Linked DNA regions of Sus scrofa: regions 1 and 2 are each linked to region 3. A link is a contact called in public Hi-C data. All regions are on one chromosome and are shown on one strand. The core of a region is the stretch at or near the end of the contact, and the rest is flanking DNA. Distances in the headings are between cores, read along the strand shown. Region 1 holds the start of DECR1 (2,4-dienoyl-CoA reductase 1). Region 2 holds the start of RIPK2 (receptor-interacting serine/threonine-protein kinase 2). Region 3 holds the start of OSGIN2 (oxidative stress-induced growth inhibitor 2).

Region 1 (3,508 bases), core at 564-3,063, 150 kb after region 3:
GTAAATGTTCTCTGTTTTCTTCCAGAGTTTCCCTGTGGCATTGGCTTTAGTTGCCTACATTGTTAACTACCTGGATAACCTACCTGTATTGTCTGCCTTCTTTCTTCCTGGTGTTCCCAAATGAGTCACTTGGGTTGGATCCTCATCTCAGGAGTCTTCTTTGGAGGAACCCAAACTAAGACAGTGAATTAACACTATAAGGGCACTGTCAATGCCTTCCAGCCAAAGACCACCAGGGACACACCTAAGGTTGAACCAGATGGGTTTATTTAATTTTTCCTTTAAGATAGGACACACATCATGGGAAATCATGAGTCTCTGCAAAAATGTGTCAAAAAGAACCTATTACAGGATTTGGATTTTGGTTGGATGATTTGGGAGATGGTGTAAGGAAGTAGGAATTGGATGTGGGCAGAAAGCACAGGCAATTCTATGAAGGAGGATCTCAATAAATCTTATGTCTAGTAAGAAGAGTCTGGAAAAAAGTTAAAAGTTGCAATTGCCTCTTTTCTTGGCCAAGAGAAATAGCCACTTATCTTGGCCAAGAGCTGGGTTGTTAGGTATTTTGTTGATTACAACTGTGAACTTGTTTTTGTCTGTGCTTAGACAAAACTGTGAAGTAGACTCCTGCCTTCTGACCTCAAAATAATCTTGTTTGAAGTTGGTATTCTGAGCGTTGGTTTATGCCTGGTAGATTAGCATGGTCTACCTGTGAGTGCCAGGCCAATTTCTGAAAGTCCAGGGCTGATTTTTTTTTTCCTCAGCACTTAGAAAATGCAAGGCATAGTTCCAGCTGTGGTGCAAAGGGATTGGTAGCATCTCTAGCATCTCTGCAGCTCCAGGACACAGGTTCAATGCCCTGGCCAAGCACAGTGGGATTTGGTGTTGGCTCTGCTGTGGCCGAGAAAGAAAGCAAGCCAAAAAAAAAAAAAAAAAAAAAAAAAAATGCAAGGTGCTTAAACTCTCAATGTCACATACTATCAGTCTGACCCTGGGGCTTCACATGCATCCTCTTTTAATCTTCACAATAATTCTGTTAGGTATGAATAGTCACATTTCAGAAGTACGGAGAGAGTTCCTGTTTGTGCTTCAGCAGGTTAGGAGCCCGACTAATATCCATGAGGATGGGGGTTCTATCCTTGGCCTTGCTCAATGGGTTAAGGATCTGGCCTTGCCACAAGCTGTGGCACAGGCCAGCAGCTGCAGCTCCAACATGACCCCTAGCCCAGGAACGTCCACATGCCTCCAATGCAGCCCTAAAAAAAAAAAGAAAAGAAAAGAAAAGAAAAGGATAAACCTGCCTTTCCCTGCTATCTCTCAGTGTTAAAGGGCATTTTGTCCCTGGAAAAGTCAAAGCTGCCCAGCTTTTTATTAGATTTCAGCCACTTTCCCCTAATTAGGCAAAGGGAAGCTGTGTCTTTACTATATTATTGCCGATGTGCGGTTCAGCTTGGACTTAGGCACCGAAGGAATAAACATAAATTATTGACAAGCACCTGGGCAGTATACACATGCCACGTCTTTCTGCAATCTGCACTTTTCTGGCACAGTCAATTCATCCACCCACCCAAGGCCATCTAAAGCGCTATTACTGGCCTTAACATTATTTTTACAATCCACAGACAAGGTAAATAGAGAACAAGAAAACGTATGGGAGAGGTCAAGCTGGGCAGTGCCCTTGGGCTCAGACCCATGTAGAAGGGCCGTCCTTCTACGGCAGGCCGTCCTGGCCGCTAGGGGCCAAACCGCTGCCAAGGCCAGCCTGCTCCCCGCCCAGTTTGTGGAGCCTGGGTATTTCAGGCCGGCCCCTTGCGCCCCCGCGCGTTCCTGCGCGGAGAGACAAAACATGGCGCTGCTAGGCCGGGTTTTCGCCCCTGGACACGGTCCTCGGCGGGTAAGGCGGCGCTGGGACGGCCCAGGTTCCCGCGCGACCCTCGCGAGCACTCTGTCCCGGGTGCGCGCTGAGCAAGACGGGGTGGGGGGTTGCCTGGTCACCGGGAGAAGCGCATAACCTGGATCCGCAGCCCCTGGTGGGGGCAGCCAGGACAGTGTGTCAGGCGGAGAGAGGAGAAAACACTGGGGCCTGGAGGGAATCTCGCGAAGAGCGCGAGCCCTGCGACTAGGTTTAAGGAGAAAAGTAATGTTAGGCTGTTGTCGGAGGACGTCCTGGTATACGTTTGTGTTTGTGTGTAGGGGGGTGGGGAGGGCACGCCAATTCTCAAAGGTTTCCCATTCTTAGAAGTTTCAAAGTTGTGTGTAAATAGGAAAAGAGACGGACACTACATACTTGCCCTTTGAGGTAGGAGAGGGGGACCAGGTGGGGGAGTGGGGACTGGAGGGAGCATTGGCCTTATCTGCAGTTGTCTGTTTTTTGTTTTGTTTTGTTTTTTAATGAAAAGTGTTAGTTGTGCAGTTAAACATTAATACAAACATATTCACATTAAAAAAATAAAGAAAATCCAGCTCTTTATAGTTCCCTTCCTAGAGATAATGCTGGCAGAACTGCATCTCAGGCAGGCTTCCTCATAATTTTTTGTTTTTGTCTTTTTTTTGCCATTTCTTGGGCCACTGCTGCAGCATATAGAGGTTCCCAGGCTAGGGGTCTAACTGGAGCTGTAGCCACTGGCCTAGCCAGAGCCACAGCAACTTGGCATCCACACCTCACTGCAACACAGGATGCTTAACCCACTGAGCAAGGCCAGGGATTGAACCCTCAACCTCATGGTTCCTAGTCAGATTCGTTAACCACTGAGCCACTAAGGGAACTCCAATTTTGTTTTGTATTGTCGACATCTCTCTTAGTCAAAATAAAATTTGCAAATAAAGTAAGTGGGAGGGGTGAAGAAAGAGAAAGGAAAATGAAGCTATAATATCCAGGATGGTCCCTTTCACCAACTAGATTAAAACAAACAAACAAACAAACAAACAAAAAACTTAGCTAAATGAAACTAAACCAGAAATCACAATTTCCTTAGCCAGTTTAGAAAAATTATTCTGCCAACTGTGAAAAACTTTTTTCAGTTCAACACAAAGGGCAGACTCTTTTTTTGGAAAACATGGACAAATTCCAAATGTAACCACAGGAAATGGCATAGTGAATCTGAAGTAAAAGACAGCTTCCTTTTAAAAAGTGAGATTTGTTCAAGGCTAGGGTTTTATTGATAATATTTTTCTCTTCCTGTAAAGATTTAGCTTCTTGTAAAAGATGGATGTATTTTCTGATCTTAAAGAACTCTCATTTGGATCCTACAGTGGCTCTGTAAAGTAGAAGTCTTCAGTTTTTTTTTTTTTTTTTTAAACACATATCATTTGAATTGTAGTAACCTTATCCCAGTTCTTCTAATACTATTAGACAATACAGTATGAGAGGGAGAAAATGAACTCTTTTAAAAATTAATTACGGAGTTCCCATTGTGGCTCAGCGGAAACGAATCTGACTAGGAACCATGAGGTTGCAGGTTCGATCCCTGGCCTTGCTCAGTGAGTTAAGGATCCAGCGTTGCTGTGA
Region 2 (3,533 bases), core at 286-2,785, 160 kb before region 3:
TATGTCATTTTCTTTTTTTGTTTTACTCTCATATTTTGTGGGAGCACATCTTCTAGAAGCTTTCTTTAAAAAAAGGCAAATGGATGGAAAATAAATGTTTGCGTCTTTATATATAGGTGCAAATGTTTTTATTCTGTTCTTATACTTAATAGTTTGACTACAGAATTCCAGGCTGAAAGCTACTGTCCTTCAAAATTTGAAAAAAATCTCTGCAGTGCATTAGCATAAAATCATTATTATTGAGAAATCCAATGCCATTCTAATTCCCATTCATTTTTTTGTTTCTTCCCTCCGAAAACTTTTGGAATCTTTTCTTTCTTAGGGTTCTTATCTTTTTATTGATGTGTTTTAATATGTATCTTTATGCAAACTATTACATTTAGAATTAATAAGCAATGAGGTCCTACTGTACAACACAGGGAACTATATCCAATTTCTTGGGGTAGAGCATGATGGAAGACCATATGAGGAAAAAAAATGCACATATAAGTATGACTGGGTCACTATGTTGTACAGCAGAAATTGACATAATACTGTGTATCAACTATACTCTAACAAAAAATGTAAAAAATTTTAAAGATATAGGTCTTTTTTCATTCACTGTGAGGAGCTAATGGGCCCTTTCAATATGAAGACCTTTGTCCTTTGATACTGGAAAAATTTCTTAAATTGTTATTTTGATCATTTCCTCTTTATTTACATTTTACTCTCTTTGGAACTCTTTTTTAACTGGATGAAAGAATGAAAGGAAAAAGTTTTCTGAGCACTTTTTGAGCAAAAAGCTTATTAAGTAATAAACCACAGATTATCAGACCATATCTTTGAAGCTAGACATTTTATTTTGAATGATCAAATTTTAAAACACTCTCATTACAGTTTCCATTTATTGTAAAATGTAACATTGCCACTATCATTTCAGACAATACAAAAAAGGAAGCACCGATTCTCTTTAGGCAAAAATCTCTCATTGAAATCAGGCATTCCTTATTACTTTTGTCTTAGAATTCATTAAATGTCTGGCATGATCTTGGTATTGCATATATTTGCACGCACACTTTGCAAAATAGTCATTTCAGTAGAAAAGTGTTTAAGGTAAAAAGATGAACAGATGTTTGCAGTTTTTTCTGACTGACATTAAACACTGTTTTCTTCCCAGATCTATAAGACAAGCGTTTTCAGTCTTACCTGGAATCAGAGGGAAGGAGAGACTGAAGGTTATTTTTCAATCTCTGTCTATAATTGTGGACTTTGGGGGTGGGGGAAGGAGTAAGAGAAATAGGTCTCATAGTGAACTAAACAGCTGAACTTTTTGTCGGGGTTAAACTCCGACAATCCACCCCCTCAAGACTGAAGTAGCTGGAAGTAATGGAAGATTGGAGTTCAGATAGGCAGGTAAATTTACCCCTATCTGACTCACTGGGTTCAAGAGCTGAGTCCTGGTTAGTCACCACTGCATTCCCTCAAAGCACATTCTGCGCAGGCGCACAGTCCTAGTTGTCAGTCATCACACCCGCCCCGCCACCCCTCCGGGGTTTAGCGACTCCCGGAACACTCGGGGCCCAGAGGAAATTCCTCCGGGGTAAGGGGGGGGGGGGGGGGCTGCTGCCCGGTATGAGGCTGCAGAGAGGAACTGTGCCCAAAAGCAAACTTTCCAAACCTAGCAGGTGGGGGGAGAGAAGACAAAATTGAGCGCCTCTGGTTCCCTTCCCCATCCCAAGCCCGCCCGTACCCCGCCGAAGCGGCACGGGTTTTCTGGGCGCCACCAGGCAGAAATCCTGGCCTCATATCGAGGCCGGAGCCAGCTGGAAGGACCGCGGGCTGTACCGGGGCCCTCTTCGTCGCTTTAGCGTCAGTCGCTGACGTCGACTGAGAAGTCTAGGGAGGGAGGAGCCCCGAAGGGCGGGCTCTGGTGGCTGCGCCTGAGAGGAAGCTCCTCCTCCACCCGCCCAGCGACCCCAGTCTCTAGAGGAGTACTCGGGCTCGGGAAACGCTGCGGCTTGGTGTGGGCTGCTCGGGGAATGGATGACCTCGTGACCTAGCGTCCAACAGCGGGGAGGGCTGGCCGCCCCGAGCGCGCTGGGACGGAGCCGCGGGAACAGCGGGCACACCCGGAACCGGCTGGTGGCCGAGTGCCCGCGCCGCCCGCCACCATGAACGAGGAGGCCATCTGCAGCGCCCTGCCCACCATCCCGTACCGAAAGCTCGCTGACCTGTGCTACTTGAGCCGTGGCGCGTCCGGCACCGTGTCGTCCGCCCGCCACGCAGACTGGCGCATCCAGGTGGCCGTAAAGCACTTGCACATCCACACCCCACTGCTTGACAGGTAAGTCTCCCCAGCGGTTCCCCCGCGGAGTCCCGAAATGTATGTGCCCTGTCCCCTCTGGCTCCAACCCTGGGCTGGCGGGCTCTTCTGCCCAAACGACGGTGACCATGGAGTCGGCCCTACCATTCGTCACTGCTAGGCAGCCCTTCAAGGCTCAGGGCTAACCTGATAGGGAAAACTGGCTTCTCTGAAGATGCAGCAGCCATCGCACTTCTTTTCACAGCCTTCTCTCCTTGGCCTTACTTTCTCCAGGCACCAAAAATCTGCAGTCACAGCCCAACTCTAAACGTCCTCTTTACTGAAATTGGATTTTGTTTGCTTTGTTTTCACCCCTTCTTTTCTGTTTTTGTTGTTGTTTTTTGGGGTTTTTGGTTTTTTTGATTTTTTGTTTTTTTGTTTTTGTAGATGGGTTTCTACCCAATAGGTAGCTCTTAACCATAGGTGGCTTTTGAGCACTTGAAATGTGGCTTTCTGAACTGAAATGTGCTCTAAGTGTAAAATACACAGCAGATTTCTACCACTCACTATTGAAAAAATTATATATATCATTAATACTTTTATATTGATATGCTAAGATGATATTTTTGATACACTGGGATAAATATATTAAAGTTCATTTCAGGTGTTTCTTTTTACTTTTAAAGTGGCTGCTAGAAAATTTTTAATTGTGTGGCTCACATATTTTTATTGCACAGCATGGCTCTAGAGTCAGGGATGTTTCAGTTTTGGCTTTTTATTGTTGTTTTGGTTCGCTACATGTAGTCATGAAAGTTTAGATATCAAATTCAATTCAGTTTGGTTTCTACCCTTAGTCTCACAGAGAAGGAAGCCTGTCCCTAGAGGAAATACATATTGTTTTTTGCTAACAATAAACCAAAATCAGAAGATGGTTATATGACCAAAATTTTTGAATGTCTTTCAAATCCAGCAACAATATTAGTGCAGTTGTCCAGTTTTTAAGGGACAGCTAGCAATGGTTTCTGTTTCCAGAAAAGTCTTTGAACCATATGTATTAGTCAGTGATCTAGTCAGCAGTCTTGTGTATTTTCTTTCCAACAGGAATTTAACTAGGCCCTGTATTCAATTCTTAGTGAGTTAACATTCATGATTGCAACATTCTCCTCTCCTCCTCCCTGTGTCTAAAGTGAAAATACATCATGCTAGATGCCTGATTGGCCAGAGGCTGTAGGCATCCAATAGCAGATTAATT
Region 3 (3,638 bases), core at 45-2,544:
GGACTGGAATGGTTGCCAGTGTGAGATAAGCTCTACACTAAATGTGCTGCTCAGGGCACTGAAAGGAAGAGTAAGGGTCCATTACACAGACAGGGGAGTTTTAGACCACATACTAATTTACCATCCCATCAGAAGTATCTGAGTCTGTTGCTCTGCAATATCATGAAACCTGGGGTTTATTTTTAAATAGAATTTCAATTTCAAAAAAACAAATACAAAAAAACTCTGCTATAAGAAAAATACTTATGTAGTTTTTGTGGCTTGGTTTAATCACTAATTACTATCAAGTTTAAGCCACGACTGCAAGTTTCCAAGGCTTAAATACAAGCCAGATTAAATCTAAAATCTGACATACCCACTTTATTATTTGAAAATCTGGAAATACTGCAAAAAAAAAAAAAAAGCCATAAAGGAAAAGCTATACGAAGTACTCATAAATCTTCTTATATTTTAATATTTCAGTTCTGGATTGGCATAGCTTTTACGAGTTTAGTTTCTTTAAATTTAAAAGGATGTTATTTTATTTTATTTTTTGTCTTTTCAGGGTTGCACTCTTGGCATAGGGACGTTCCCAGGCTAGGGGTCCAATCAGAGCTGTAGCTGCCAGCCTACACCACAGGGACGCAAGAACTGAGCAGCCTGTGACCTAAACCACAGCTCACAGCAACACTGGATCCTTAACCTACTGAGCAAGGTCAGGGATGAAACCCGCGTCCTCATGTATGTTAGTCCGGTTTGTTAACTGCTGAGGAACGATGGGAACTCCAGATGTTATGAATATTAACAAAAAATTAACTTATGCCTTACTTTCTGAAACAAAGTAAAATGAACATTGGAGTAAAATGAATATACACACGTATTTTCTTACAGCGTAAAACCCTGGAAGCAGGCTGAGTCCTACAATTTTATTTTAAGCCCCACAGACTTAAAGTCTGTTAAGTCCAGGTTTGTTCCATGGTAACATTCAGGAAAAACTGAGAACTTAGAAATTTTAAGAAGAGAAACCTAAGTAAGATTTAATTGCAAAAATATCTAGATCTTTTTTGTAAGGAGGAATAGAAAGATATCTCTGTATATGCAGTCAATCACTTCTAGGTTTTCCCCGCCTTCATTTCTTGAAAACACCGAACAGGGAAACTCTTCATTCCATACATTTCTAACTTTCCTTGCATTACAATCACCTGGAGGAATTTTTTAAAAACACATTCCTGCCTTCCCCCGCCCTCGGTGAATTCTGGGCGGGGCTAGCACCCGGTTTTTTTAATCAGGGATGCCACTTAAGAGGGACCTTAGTCGGTAAACCAGGCTTCCCCTATCAGAACCTCTGGGGTGGGGCGCACTCGTGGTTTACTGGGTTCCCCCATTCGATTGTGACGCAGGCTCAAGAGTGAAAAGCGCGGGGGAACTCCGGGCGTCTGCGCTCCGGCCAGCACGAGCAAAGCCGCTAAAGTGAGTTTCTTGGGGCGGGTATCTCGGTCTTTCCCGGGCGTCTTCGGCGAAAGGCCCGAACGAAAGGACTACGGAGACTCTGGCTTGCGCGCTCGGGTTGGCAGACGCAGTGCAGCAGACAAGGTTTTTCCCCTGCACCGTCCAGCTACTACGATTAGGAGCTCTTCCTCTTCCCCTTGTCACCTAGCCCCCAGCATCCTCCCAGCCTAGCTAACCACCCACGCCACCAGTTCGGGAACACGGAATAGGGTCCGAAGAGCTCAGGCCGAAGCCGCCCATCACCGCAAACGCCGCGGTCGGGTGGGCGGGCGGATCTCGGCCCCCGCGGGCCTCTCAGCAGCCGCTTGGTCAGGCCAGGCCCCTAGCAGGCCGCGGCTCCACCAATCCCAGGCCTCGCCCGCCGCCGCCTCCGCACCTGCGAGGAGGAGCCCGCGCGCCTCCGCCACAGCCGTCGCAGCGTCCCCGCCCCGCCCAGTTCCGCCCCCATCGCGGCACCCTGAGATCTTCACCGCTGGTGTCTCGCTGCCCGCAGGCGAGGAGCGGAAGCCTCTCTGTTGAGGCGTATTTTGGCGCCCCGGGGCCCGGCCGGCTGCCGAATCGCAGCTTCCGGGCAGCCGCGGCCACGGCCTGGCGCGGGGCGCGGGAACCCCGCGGACTCCGCGACCGGGCGGCGCCCCGGACGGGTCACCCCTCCGAGATAAGAGGCAGTGGCTGTGGTGGTCGCGCTCCGGCGCCCCGTGCGCCGCGCTCCATGCCCGTGTGGTGTTGCCGCTGCTCTCTGGCCGGTCATTTCAGGTGACTTCTCCGCCGGGGAACGAAGGGGAGCAGGCGGAGGGTGGAGTGTTGCGAGGTCCGGCGGCAGGGCCTGGGCCGAAATGGGCAGAGGCCGCGCGTGTCTGGAGTCGGAGATGGGTCGAGGGTGGAAGGCGAGCGTCTGGACCGCAGAAGCCCCCTGCCTCGTCCGCTGCTTCCTCCCTATTCCTGCCTAGTCGAGGTTTCCCTCACTCCGGGGCAGTCGCTTCTGTTAACATCTCCCTTTTACTGAACCGCGCCAGTCATGGGACTGCGGGACCGGCTAGGCCTGGGTCGAGTCGGTTACTGCGACTGAGACTTCTAAGTACTGCAAAGTTTGTGTGTAGTGTTGTGAAGGTCCCTCTAGACCCCCGCACACATCTTAAACATTTTTTTTTCCTTAAAAAAAAAAGTCTGATAAGTTACTGGTTTGAAGGGAAGGCAGGGAACCATGTTTAAAATGTGATGGTCTAATTACAAATAGGTTCTGACTTAAAGTGTTAGTCATTGTAAATAATATATGTTGTAGAAATTTGAGAAATATGGTGCGTCTAGACTAACATTATGGGGAATGTTTTAGGATATACATTTTGAAATAAAAGTGGATGTACTAGATCCAGCACAGTTGGCCAGCACTACCATTCAGTTATGGAGAGAAATTCGACAAAAACTTAAAACGGGTTTTAACCCTGTGGTGAAGAAACGTTAAGCTTAGTGAAGACTTTAGTAAAGTGCCTTGCTTTCTATAAATGAATGCTAGAATAGTGATATACAAAATTTCTTTTGTGAAATATGAAATTCTGATCAAGATTTCTTAAATCGCGGTGCAAATGTAGACTTTAGATGACCCCTGAACTTGGATGTAAAGAAAGGGACCAGGAATTTTCACTCAACTTTTACCAAAATCTGTTTTCTTCAGTTGTGAATATAAGCAGTAAACCACAGTAGTATTTGTGACTGTCATCAATAGAAATCACAAGTATTTTCATATTATTGTTGACAGGTACCTAGAAATACTGTTTGCTTATTTCTTCAAGATTATAGTAATTATTTTACATCATTGAACTTGGTTTTCCGCACCAGGGGCGTATGGAGGTCCCCAGGCTAGGGGCTGAATCAGAGCTGTAGCCGCCGGCAACCACAGCAACCCCACATCCTGGCAGTGCATGTGACTTGCACCACAGTTTAAGGCAATGCAGGATCCCTAACCCACTGATGGAGGCCAGGTATGTAACCTGCCCCCTTAGTGGATCCTAGTCAGATTGGTTTCTACTGAGCCACTATGGGAACTCCTGAACTTATTTAATACAATAAAGTACATAAAAACATTCCAAGTTTACTTTTTAGTTTCCGTGTAAATCCTATTATGGATTTAATGATAATATTCAAAGAAGAGG

Evidence for each region. A called contact is a pair of places that touch in the nucleus more often than the background predicts.
Region 1: a contact with region 3 is called in a Hi-C map of liver, with 6 times the contacts expected there. The contact joins the promoter of DECR1 here to the promoter of OSGIN2 in region 3. A contact is called at or near these places in 2 of 5 promoter capture datasets (fetal liver and liver), 1 of 47 Hi-C or Micro-C datasets (liver) and 1 of 2 datasets of contacts at active chromatin or transcription factors (alveolar macrophages).
Region 2: a contact with region 3 is called in a Hi-C map of liver, with 5 times the contacts expected there. The contact joins the promoter of RIPK2 here to the promoter of OSGIN2 in region 3. A contact is called at or near these places in 5 of 47 Hi-C or Micro-C datasets (heart right ventricle, liver, mesenteric adipose tissue and 2 more) and 1 of 2 datasets of contacts at active chromatin or transcription factors (alveolar macrophages).

What each region holds. Positions count from the first base shown.
Region 1 is chr4:46,765,732-46,769,239 of Sscrofa11.1, reverse strand. It overlaps DECR1 (2,4-dienoyl-CoA reductase 1), which reads left to right and starts at 1,813. Exons shown (of 10, transcript NM_001190232.2): 1 at 1,813-1,894. The coding sequence starts at 1,847.
Region 2 is chr4:47,073,135-47,076,667 of Sscrofa11.1, reverse strand. RIPK2 (receptor-interacting serine/threonine-protein kinase 2) reads left to right here and starts at 1,535. Exons shown (of 11, transcript XM_021089139.1): 1 at 1,535-2,323. The coding sequence starts at 2,151.
Region 3 is chr4:46,910,597-46,914,234 of Sscrofa11.1, reverse strand. It overlaps OSGIN2 (oxidative stress-induced growth inhibitor 2), which reads left to right and starts at 1,294. Exons shown (of 6, transcript XM_005662982.3): 1 at 1,294-1,449.